Regions from separate parts of the Mus musculus genome. Here region 1 is linked to region 2. A link is a contact called in public HiCAR-type data. All regions are on one chromosome and are shown on one strand. Each heading gives the region's core, a stretch centred on a gene start, on an enhancer-like site or on the middle of the called end of the contact. The rest is flanking DNA. Distances are from core to core; before and after follow the strand shown. Region 1 overlaps Dock4 (dedicator of cytokinesis 4). Region 2 overlaps Zfp277 (zinc finger protein 277).

Region 1 (4,196 bases), core at 1,374-3,873, 450 kb before region 2:
CTGAATTTTACTAAAATTCTCTAAAATATTTTACCAAGTTTTATAAAACTCCAGTGTTTACTACCTGGATATACAAGCTGCAGGTACATTATGCAGTCCCTGCTTCAGACACATGAGATGATAACGTATTGTTGTTGGAGCTGATGCTACTTAGGATATGAAGGACACAGGCTAGTGCGGGAGGGGGCAGAGGGGGACGGACAGCTATGCACTTGAAAGAGTGACAAGTTTCTGAAACAGAAAATGCCAGGAATCTTATAGGTGTCCTTAGCTGATGAGTCAGTCAGGAACCTAATGATCAACTCTCAAAGGCGCTGTCTGCCCATTATCTGACTCGTGTGCATTCTTGAACCCAAGGACTCATATACTGTGTGGGCACTGACGCTAACTTGAATGCATTATTATTTCCAATCCATAACATTGGCTCTCTCCTTGCCTTTCATTTCCTGTGGATCCTGGCAGTCTTTAAAAGCCAAGTAAACAATGCTACTCAAACCTCCCTCATTATCATCAAAATCATTTTAATTAGCAAGAATTGTACCATAAACACAATCTAACAGCCCCACAGCAGGTTTTACATTATTAAAGGACGATCTGTTCTAATAGCTTTCTGTTAAGAAGCTGCTGCGTTCTTTCAGAACAAAAATAAGCGATCACTTTGTAAATGAATATTCCTCCTTAAAAAAAAAAAAAAAAAAACAACCAACCAAAGCCCGACATCTCCCCAGCTGGCAGATGACAATCTCTCACATATGTCTGCTAAAAACTGTAACACAGAGAACAAAATAATAATTATAATTCCTCCTGTTAGTCATGTCAAATAGTGTGCACTGTCACCAACTGTGAGTTAAGCTCTGACCGAACACCAGCAGTTAGAGGCCCCCTGGCAGGATCTGCTGCTGACCTCACAGGGAGGTAGTGACGGGAGCCATATTGCCACTAGCAAACATCCAAAACTTTCCATTTAGAGTAGGAGCTAAAGAGATTAGCTTCAATGTGATAAAGCTGGGTTTATCACTGCTGGTTTGCAGTTGGAACAGCTTTTTCAAAATGCTCACCTTCTCTGCTCTTTGTCACACTCCAAAGCTAATGGTGTTAGGCTCAAGTAATTACAACAGGGCCCCTGATTTATGAGGTTTCCTTCTTATTCCCCATAGAAGACAAGAAGGAACACAGTGCAAACTAGTCATTCCTTTACCAAAGGAAAGGGCCTCTTCTGTTGGCCCAGCCGAGGAGATAAGCCGAGGGGGCTGCATTACTATGTTCATCTCCAAAGAGAAGGAACTGGGAGAGGAGATGAGGGTGGCAGGGCTCCTTAGGAAACAGGAAATGTTTCTGCTCTGAGGTTATACGAGCGTTTGTGCCTGGGCTGAGGATTCAAACCGAAGCTCACAGAGCACACGACATATAAGCAAGGACGTGGAAAGGGGTGAGGGTCCTGATTGTGATGGCAGAGAGACGAAAAATACTGAGGAGCTGGAAGGCTGGACAGAGGGAAGGACTGTGCCGAGCCGAGAAGGGACTGTTAGAGGAGAGGTCATGGCTAGCATAGTGGGTGGGCTGATAGCCGCTCACTGTTGGTTTTAAGGAAGAAAATTATATAAGTATGTCGGTGTGAATAAGATGCACCCTCACAGAGCATGCTTAGGGCTCGATATTTTTAGGGGCTGGTGATCGAGGTAGAGATATAACAAGTCATTAAAAAATGAGGAGGAAGAAGTGGGTGTGGTAAGGAAAGATAGGGTCATGAGCTCAGAAGTGAAAAGCAGCACAGCAAAAAATTAGGGCAACAGAAAGGTAGTGGAGTCAAAGTTGAGAGATTTGAGAAGGGACTGAAGGGATTGAGTGAAAGAAAACAGCAGCAGCAGCAGCAGCAGCAGCAAACCCGTTCGGCAGATCAAAAGTTCAAGACGCAGGCAAAGCACAGCTGCAAAAGTTTCAGGACGTAGGGCAAGAATGCCAACGACAGTACAATGTTTATAACAGACAAGGACATTTCATGTGCTCTCAGAAATACAAGAGAAAAACAAAAAACCCAGAACATTCACAGGTTTAGAACTGCAAGAGGTCACTCTTCAGTTCCAAGATGGAGGAAAGTTAGTAAAAGCATTAACTCACTAGATAGCAAAATACAATAACTAATGTCCAATGTAGGACTCATCTTTCATGATGAAATTCCAATCTACTTAATAAAAAGGGAGTGATACTTTTTTAAAAAATAAATTTTGGTTGATCTAGAGTAAATTACGATTTAGACTCCTGTCCATATAGCTATGTCATCTATGCATTGCAATGCAATTCTTTGCAATCGTGTTATTATGAATTCAATGTGCAGGGGACAGTGAGTGAAACTTAAGCATATTAAAGCAGAAAATTTTCACAGGTTAGAAAATAAGAGTTCAGTAATTGTTATGAAAACATACAAAGATTGTGAGGGAGAGGAAGAAGATGGGCAGACAGGAATAGTCAACAGAGAAATGAAGGGACTTCAATGCCGATATTGTGCTTTTCCAAGAAAAGCATCTAGACTGAGTAAGAAACTCAAGAGGGGAAGACAGCAGCACGCAGTCCCTCTGTGAGGTCTGCTCACTGCTACCAGCCCAGCCCAGCCCAGCCCAGCCCAGCCCAGCCCAGCCCAGCCCAGCCCAGCCCAGCCCAGCCCAGCCCAGCCCAGCCCAGCAGGAGTATTCTGCAATGTTCTGAGCTGAAGATTTTCTGGGCTTCATTCAACCTAAGGGTCACTATCTTCCCTTTAAAAAAAACACTTTTCCATTTTTGTAAGAAACATCCTGAAAAAGGGCACATGGAAGATTAAAAACAAACAAAACTTAGTGCTTCAGTGAAGAGCAGCAGAGGTTAGAAGGAAGGGGGAGACGGAGTCAGACACTAACCAAAAGGCTAACTGTGCAGCCAATCTTCTTGCCATCCACCTCTCCTATCTTCATGCAGTCCCTGTAAACAGAAAGCAAGAGTCACACCGGGAACTTTCTCTTGTGGGGAAAACACAGTTGTTCTTTGCTGTCTGATGTGTGGGTAGGTGAGGTATCCTCAAAGATCAGAGACGATTGTGTGGGTTCAGGGAAAGGGGACTGGGCAGAAGATCTCTGATGGGACTGGAAGTAGAGACTGACTCCCAGCTGCAGTAGGCAAGCAATATGCCTCTCAATGGACAGGGACTCAGGGAGCAGGGGAGAGAGGGTGCCTACCCCTCCTTCATCAAAGGTGTAAAACTGCCAGGGACAATGAACGGAGAAGAGTTCTTAAAATAAAAGAAACCCACCATGCATAGAATTGGGACAGCCTGCTCTAAAGGCAAAGTAAATGAAAATAAAAATAAATTGTATTCCTTTAAGGGTGCAGCACACTGGTACAATCCCCTAGATCTTCATTCTAAAGTGTTTGGATCACCGGCAATTTTTGAGTGAGTGAGTCTAAATATCCAAAGATTTTTCTTTTCTTTCCCTTCTTTCTGTTTTTGAGGACTGTCAAGGACTCTGAGAACTCTTTCAACTCAAAGCTTTGAGAGAATTATCAAAAACAGAACTAAACAAACAAGTAAACAAACACCAAAGACAGATGCCAAACTCTGAACAAGCAGGTTGGAAGTCCAGGTGCTGATTAGCAATTCTTTGAATGATTAACTCAAGTGGAATGCTAATTACAGTTCAGCTATTTGGGCTTTTAACTAGAATGGAGCCTATCTGGAATCTTAGGATGCAGCTTACCTGTAGTCTAACAACCTCTCCATCAGCCGAGTGACAGTGGCAATTAATGAAACGCCACTTTCCCTCCATGTTTCCCGCTCAATTTTCTTTAGTAGACTGGAAAAGAAAGAACCCAGGGCATTTTCAACATTTATTTTTATCAGTCACCATGACAACCATTTTACTTTCATCAGTACCTTAAATGCCTTAGCAACCACTGCAACATCTCACAAGTAGGACAATTTGCAAACAATGTCTTACCTAGGGTAGGGACCAAATAGTGGAATTCTAATCCAGGAAGCATTGACAAAGCAAATCGATTTTCAGATTATCCAAGTCATAAAATACGAACTCATGCACATAATCATGCTTTCAAACACATACAAGCACCTCACAGCTCAGAGACATTTCCCCCCAGCTCTCCTGGTAGGCTGACAGAGACTGGTGTCTTGCCACATTAAATAACAGCGCAGAAGCGAAACACGGGAGTCC
Region 2 (4,511 bases), core at 1,042-3,541:
TCCTTGGGTACTTTCTCTAGCTCCTCCATTGGGGGCCCTGTGATCCATCCAATAGCTGACTGTGAGCATCCACTTCTGTGTTTGCTAGGCCCCGGCATAGTCTCACAAGAGACAGCTATATCAGGGTCCTTTCAGCAAAATCTTGCTAGTGTATGCAATGGTGTCTGTGTTTGGTGGCTGATTATGGGATGGATCCCCGGATATGGCAGTCTCTAGATGGTCCATCCTTTGTCTCAGCTCCAAACTTTGTCTCTGTAACTCCTTCCATGGGTGTTTTGTTCCCAATTCTAAGAAGGGGCAAAGTGTCCACACTTTTGTCTTTGTTCTTCTTGAGTTTCATGTGCTTTGTATCTTTTATCTTGGATATTCTAAGTTTCTGGGCTAATATCCACTTATCAGTGAGTACATATCATGTGAGTTCTTTTGTGATTGGGTTACCTCACTCAGGATGATGCCCTCCAGGTCAATCCATTTGGCTAGGAATTTCATAAATTCATTCTTTTTAATAGCTGAGTAGTACTCCATTGTGTAAATGTACCACATTTTCTGTATCCATTCCTCTGTTGAGGGGCATCTGGGTTCTTTCCAGCTTCTGGCTATTATAAATAAGGCTGCTATGAACATAGTGGAATATGTGTCTTTCTTACCAGTTGGAACATCTTCTGGATATATACCCAGGAGAGGTATTGCTGGATCCTCCGGTAGTACAATGTCCAATTTTCTGAGGAACCGCCAGACTGATTTCCAGAGTGGTTGTACAAGCTTGCAATCCCACCAACAATGGAGGAGTGTTCCTCTTTCTCCACATCCTCACCAGGATCTGCTGTCACCTGTATTTTTGATTTTAGCCATTCTGACTGGTGTGAGATGGAATCTCAGCGCTGTTTTGATTTGCATTTCCCTGATTATTAAGGATGCTGAACATTTTTTCAGGTCCTTCTCAGCCATTTGGTATCCTCAGGTGAGAATTCTTTGATTAGCTCTAAGCCCCATTTTTTAATAGGGTTATTTGATTTTCTGAAGTCCACCTTCTTCAGTTCTTTATATAGACTGTTTTCATGGGAATTTTAGAGATCAACAGAAACTGATCCATAGAAAAGAGTTATGTCCAATCAACATTGTACATTAGTTAATCAGAGAAGCGAAAGAAAACAGAAGTAAGTGGCTGGCCATTGGCTTGCCATTCCACTCACCATAAAGAGGAACCATGTGGACTGTTGTGAGGCAGGGGACACACATGTGTGTCCCTCTAGGCACAGATGAAGCTGTTCTCCATGCCCTTTGCTGGTTAAAGAAATCAAAATGAGACCTTGAGACCTGTTAGCTGCATTGCTAGACAAATTGCAGTATGTTTTTTGTTTGTTTGTTTGTTTTTGCTTTTGAAAGAAAGGTCAACCCAGAACACACCAAAACCAACTTCTCAGCAAAAAGGACAAGGAGTAAGGGTCAAAAACAGAAGATACAGGACAAGGGAAAAGAGAAGGGGACAATGGAGAAGGGGCAGGGGTATTTGCCCTGAAGAGACAAAGGACTTTCTCTGGATAGAGATGAGACAGATGTGGCCCCTAGGCAAATGGCAGTTTATCAAGGGAAAGGAGAAACCCCTTAGGATGAGTTGGTTAATTTTGATTGGGCTTGCTAGTTAGAGTAGCCAAAAGAGGGTTTTTGATTGTTAGACTTTAGTACTTTGGTAGCTAGGCCTTGGTGGTCATCCCCAGGAAGAATAAATCGCCAAATAAAGAAATGGACCTTGGTAGCTAGCTTTAGGAATATAACTTACGAGTTTAACAAGGTAGCGGGAAATGGAGGAGAAGGGTAAAAGACAAAAACTGTCTCTGCCACCTGTGCTGTGCTCAGGCCTGCTAGAGCCCTTCAGGTTTATCTGTAATAGAGTTACATAAAGAAACAGTGTGAGGGAAAGCTTGAAAGATCTTAAATTAGAACCAAGTTTTGGGAATTTTGTTTAGTAGCAAACTAGGAACCAATCATATGCTTGTTAGAGTTTATTACATTCAAGTTCTCCTCATATTCCTTCTATATTTACAGCCTACTTTTAAATACCATTTCCAGTAAATTTTAGCTTCTCCTTCCTTCCTTCCATCTCTTTTTATCTCCCTCCCTCCTAATCTCCCAGCATCAGATAATCATATTTTAAATAAGTGCATAGAGAAAGTCTATAAATCATCCATCTGATATCAGATAATCTCAGTTGATTGAAACGAACCCACACCTTAAGAGGCGAGATATTCTCACCAAGGAGCAGTAACTAACACACCACGTCAAAGACAGACACCAATCAGGTGCTGCCCACTCTTGGATGCCGAACATTCTTGACCTAGTTACATTCCTGGAATGTGATGGCCTCTGTTTCTTTAGCTCAGTTTGGAAAGTCCAGCAGTTTAGTTCCAGGCTCAGAGGGCAAGCTGAGGGTCTGAGTAGTGTAAATTAAAATCGGGTATAGCTGGATTTTGGATACAGTGAAGAGAAGCTCTGTGCCTAGGAGGTAAGCACAGAAAGCTATAGAAGAGAATAAATGCAGATAAGGTGAGCACTGCAGCTTCCTCTTTTGTAGAGGAAGGAGATCCTGAAAGTCAAACAAATTTTTGTTCCAATGCAGTACAAAAGTAATTGTTTCTAGCCAGTACTCCACATTGAAAGCAAATCAAATCACATCTAGTATTCAGAATGCAGAGGAAAACATGGAAGGTCATCTACAAAACCATCCTGTGCATAATTAAACCTTTGCTTACCAGACTTAAATTCCAGTGTTCTAGGAAATGAACTTATATGGAATAATTACTAGTCCTTTTCTAGTACATCTAGAGGAAGACATAATTGTTTTATGTTTTAATATTCCTATTGTATTAGCATGCTCTAGCTCCAACTGTTGAAAGTCTCCCATCTGACTCATTTCAGTGAAGCTTGTATGAGTGCTTTGGTTTGGTTTGGTTTCGTTTGGTTTGGTTGGGGGGGACAGAGCTTGCAAGGGCAGAGGGCAGATAGGAAGGGACAGGGAGATGAGTGGAATTGGGTGCATGATGTGAAACTCATAAAAAAAAAATCAATAAAAAGTTAAAATGTATAGCTGGATGTTGCCAAACAAAAATCCCAGTGCCAGATAGGAGATACACCCTCGTGAATTGTTAGTGAGGGAGGCCCCAGGACCTGCAAAATAGTACAGGCTCTGTTCTTCTTGGTTGCCTGTCAGAACTAGATAACTCTTGCTAGTTACCTAGCAAGATAACTTGATGAAGACCCCACATGCCTTGGTTGTAAAGTATATTAAAATCAAGCTGAACTGAGTAGAAGTTTCTTCCCTGCTGGCTGCTTTCATGATGCCAGGGTGCAGAGCCAAAGACACATCAGCTGCCTTACCAAATTCTGACCCATAGAAACTATAAACAGTGCCCACCTGTGAAGTAAACTATGCCTGCTGGTGTAGAAATGGCACAACTATTATGAAGATACCGTCTCTCAGATTAGATTTGAGGCCCACTCCACAGAGGCAATACATGCCTGGTACTGTAAACCTGACCTGATCTATGGTTGGAGTAATCTTGGGCCCTAAGGGAAAACTTGCTTACTGTTATTTATCTACAGCAGCAGTAAACAAATGCTATTCTCTCATCCTTAATCAGAGAAATCTCTTCTTTCAATGAAAGGTAGAAAATGCAAGATTGTGACTGCTGATGGTTGAGTAGTCAATCCTAAACTTGTTAGCTACAACACCCTGTCTCCAGCTCTGGGAAAAGTCACAGAAGGAGCAGGAAAAAAAATTTAAGACCTAGAAAACAGAGGAGTGAACCATGAAATGCTACCTTTAGGGCATAGTACTACCACTGCAAATATGATCTCACAGCTGGTTCCTTATGCTGGCCCTGCAAAAGACTGGGCCTGTCAACAACTACTCAGGGATCAGGGAGAGGCTAATGGGACCCTGCCCCTCCCTTTTGAGTTAGCAGCTACTGATGGATTCTAGGCAAGGCACAGTCATTTTTAGCAGTTGTATACCCAGCAAGTGAGGTCACCAGGCTCGAAGGAATAGTTCCAAGCCAGTGGTAACACAAATCATCCTCATTAAAATCAGCGAATCACAAAAGAAAATGACACAAAATGTGGGGAAGGGGACCGTAGGAATCTTGACAAAAAGTGGGAAGAAATGAGAGAGGGTGAGGATGCGGGTCAACAGAACATCACTCATACATAAAACTGCCAAAAAATGAATTAAACCCACACGATTAAGAAGGAGAAGGGAGGGAGGGAGGGAGGGAGGGACGGAGGGAGGGAGGGAGGGAGGGAGGAAGGAAGGAAGGAAGGAAGGAAGGAAGGAAGGAAGGAAGGAAGGAAGGAAGGAAGGAGGGAGGGAGGGAGGGAGGGAGGGAGGGAGACTGATTGTATTAATGGAGAAACATTGAGGAAATAGCCACAAAAGTGTAGTTCACACTATTGGAATCACAGGAGCCTGGTATGGGAAGAATACAAGGACGGAGAATCTCTTTACAAAGAACTGC

Evidence for each region. HiCAR-type assays count read pairs that join an accessible place to other places.
Region 1: a contact with region 2 is called in a HiCAR-type map of kidney, with 3 times the contacts expected there. The contact joins two enhancer-like sites. A contact is called at or near these places in 1 of 15 datasets of contacts at CTCF or cohesin (the NIH/3T3 cell line), 2 of 115 datasets of contacts at active chromatin or transcription factors (fibro-adipogenic progenitors and kidney) and 3 of 9 other capture datasets (adipose tissue, liver and pancreatic islet).

What each region holds. Positions count from the first base shown.
Region 1 is chr12:40,794,393-40,798,588 of GRCm38.p6, reverse strand. It overlaps Dock4 (dedicator of cytokinesis 4), which reads right to left. Exons shown (of 53, transcript NM_172803.2): 33 at 3,966-3,992; 34 at 3,726-3,821; 35 at 2,892-2,952. Among named protein-coding and RNA genes, the nearest start is that of Immp2l, 230 kb to the left of the region's middle. Within about 2 kb of position 2,623, at least 14 of the 459 cell types and tissues checked have an H3K27ac peak or open chromatin away from gene starts, as enhancers often do. A contact at or near this core is called in kidney, where this site is marked.
Region 2 is chr12:40,339,456-40,343,966 of GRCm38.p6, reverse strand. The region is part of intron 4 of Zfp277 (zinc finger protein 277); the gene reads left to right. Among named protein-coding and RNA genes, the nearest start is that of Gm40403, 94 kb to the right of the region's middle. Within about 2 kb of position 2,291, at least 9 of the 459 cell types and tissues checked have an H3K27ac peak or open chromatin away from gene starts, as enhancers often do. A contact at or near this core is called in kidney, where this site is marked.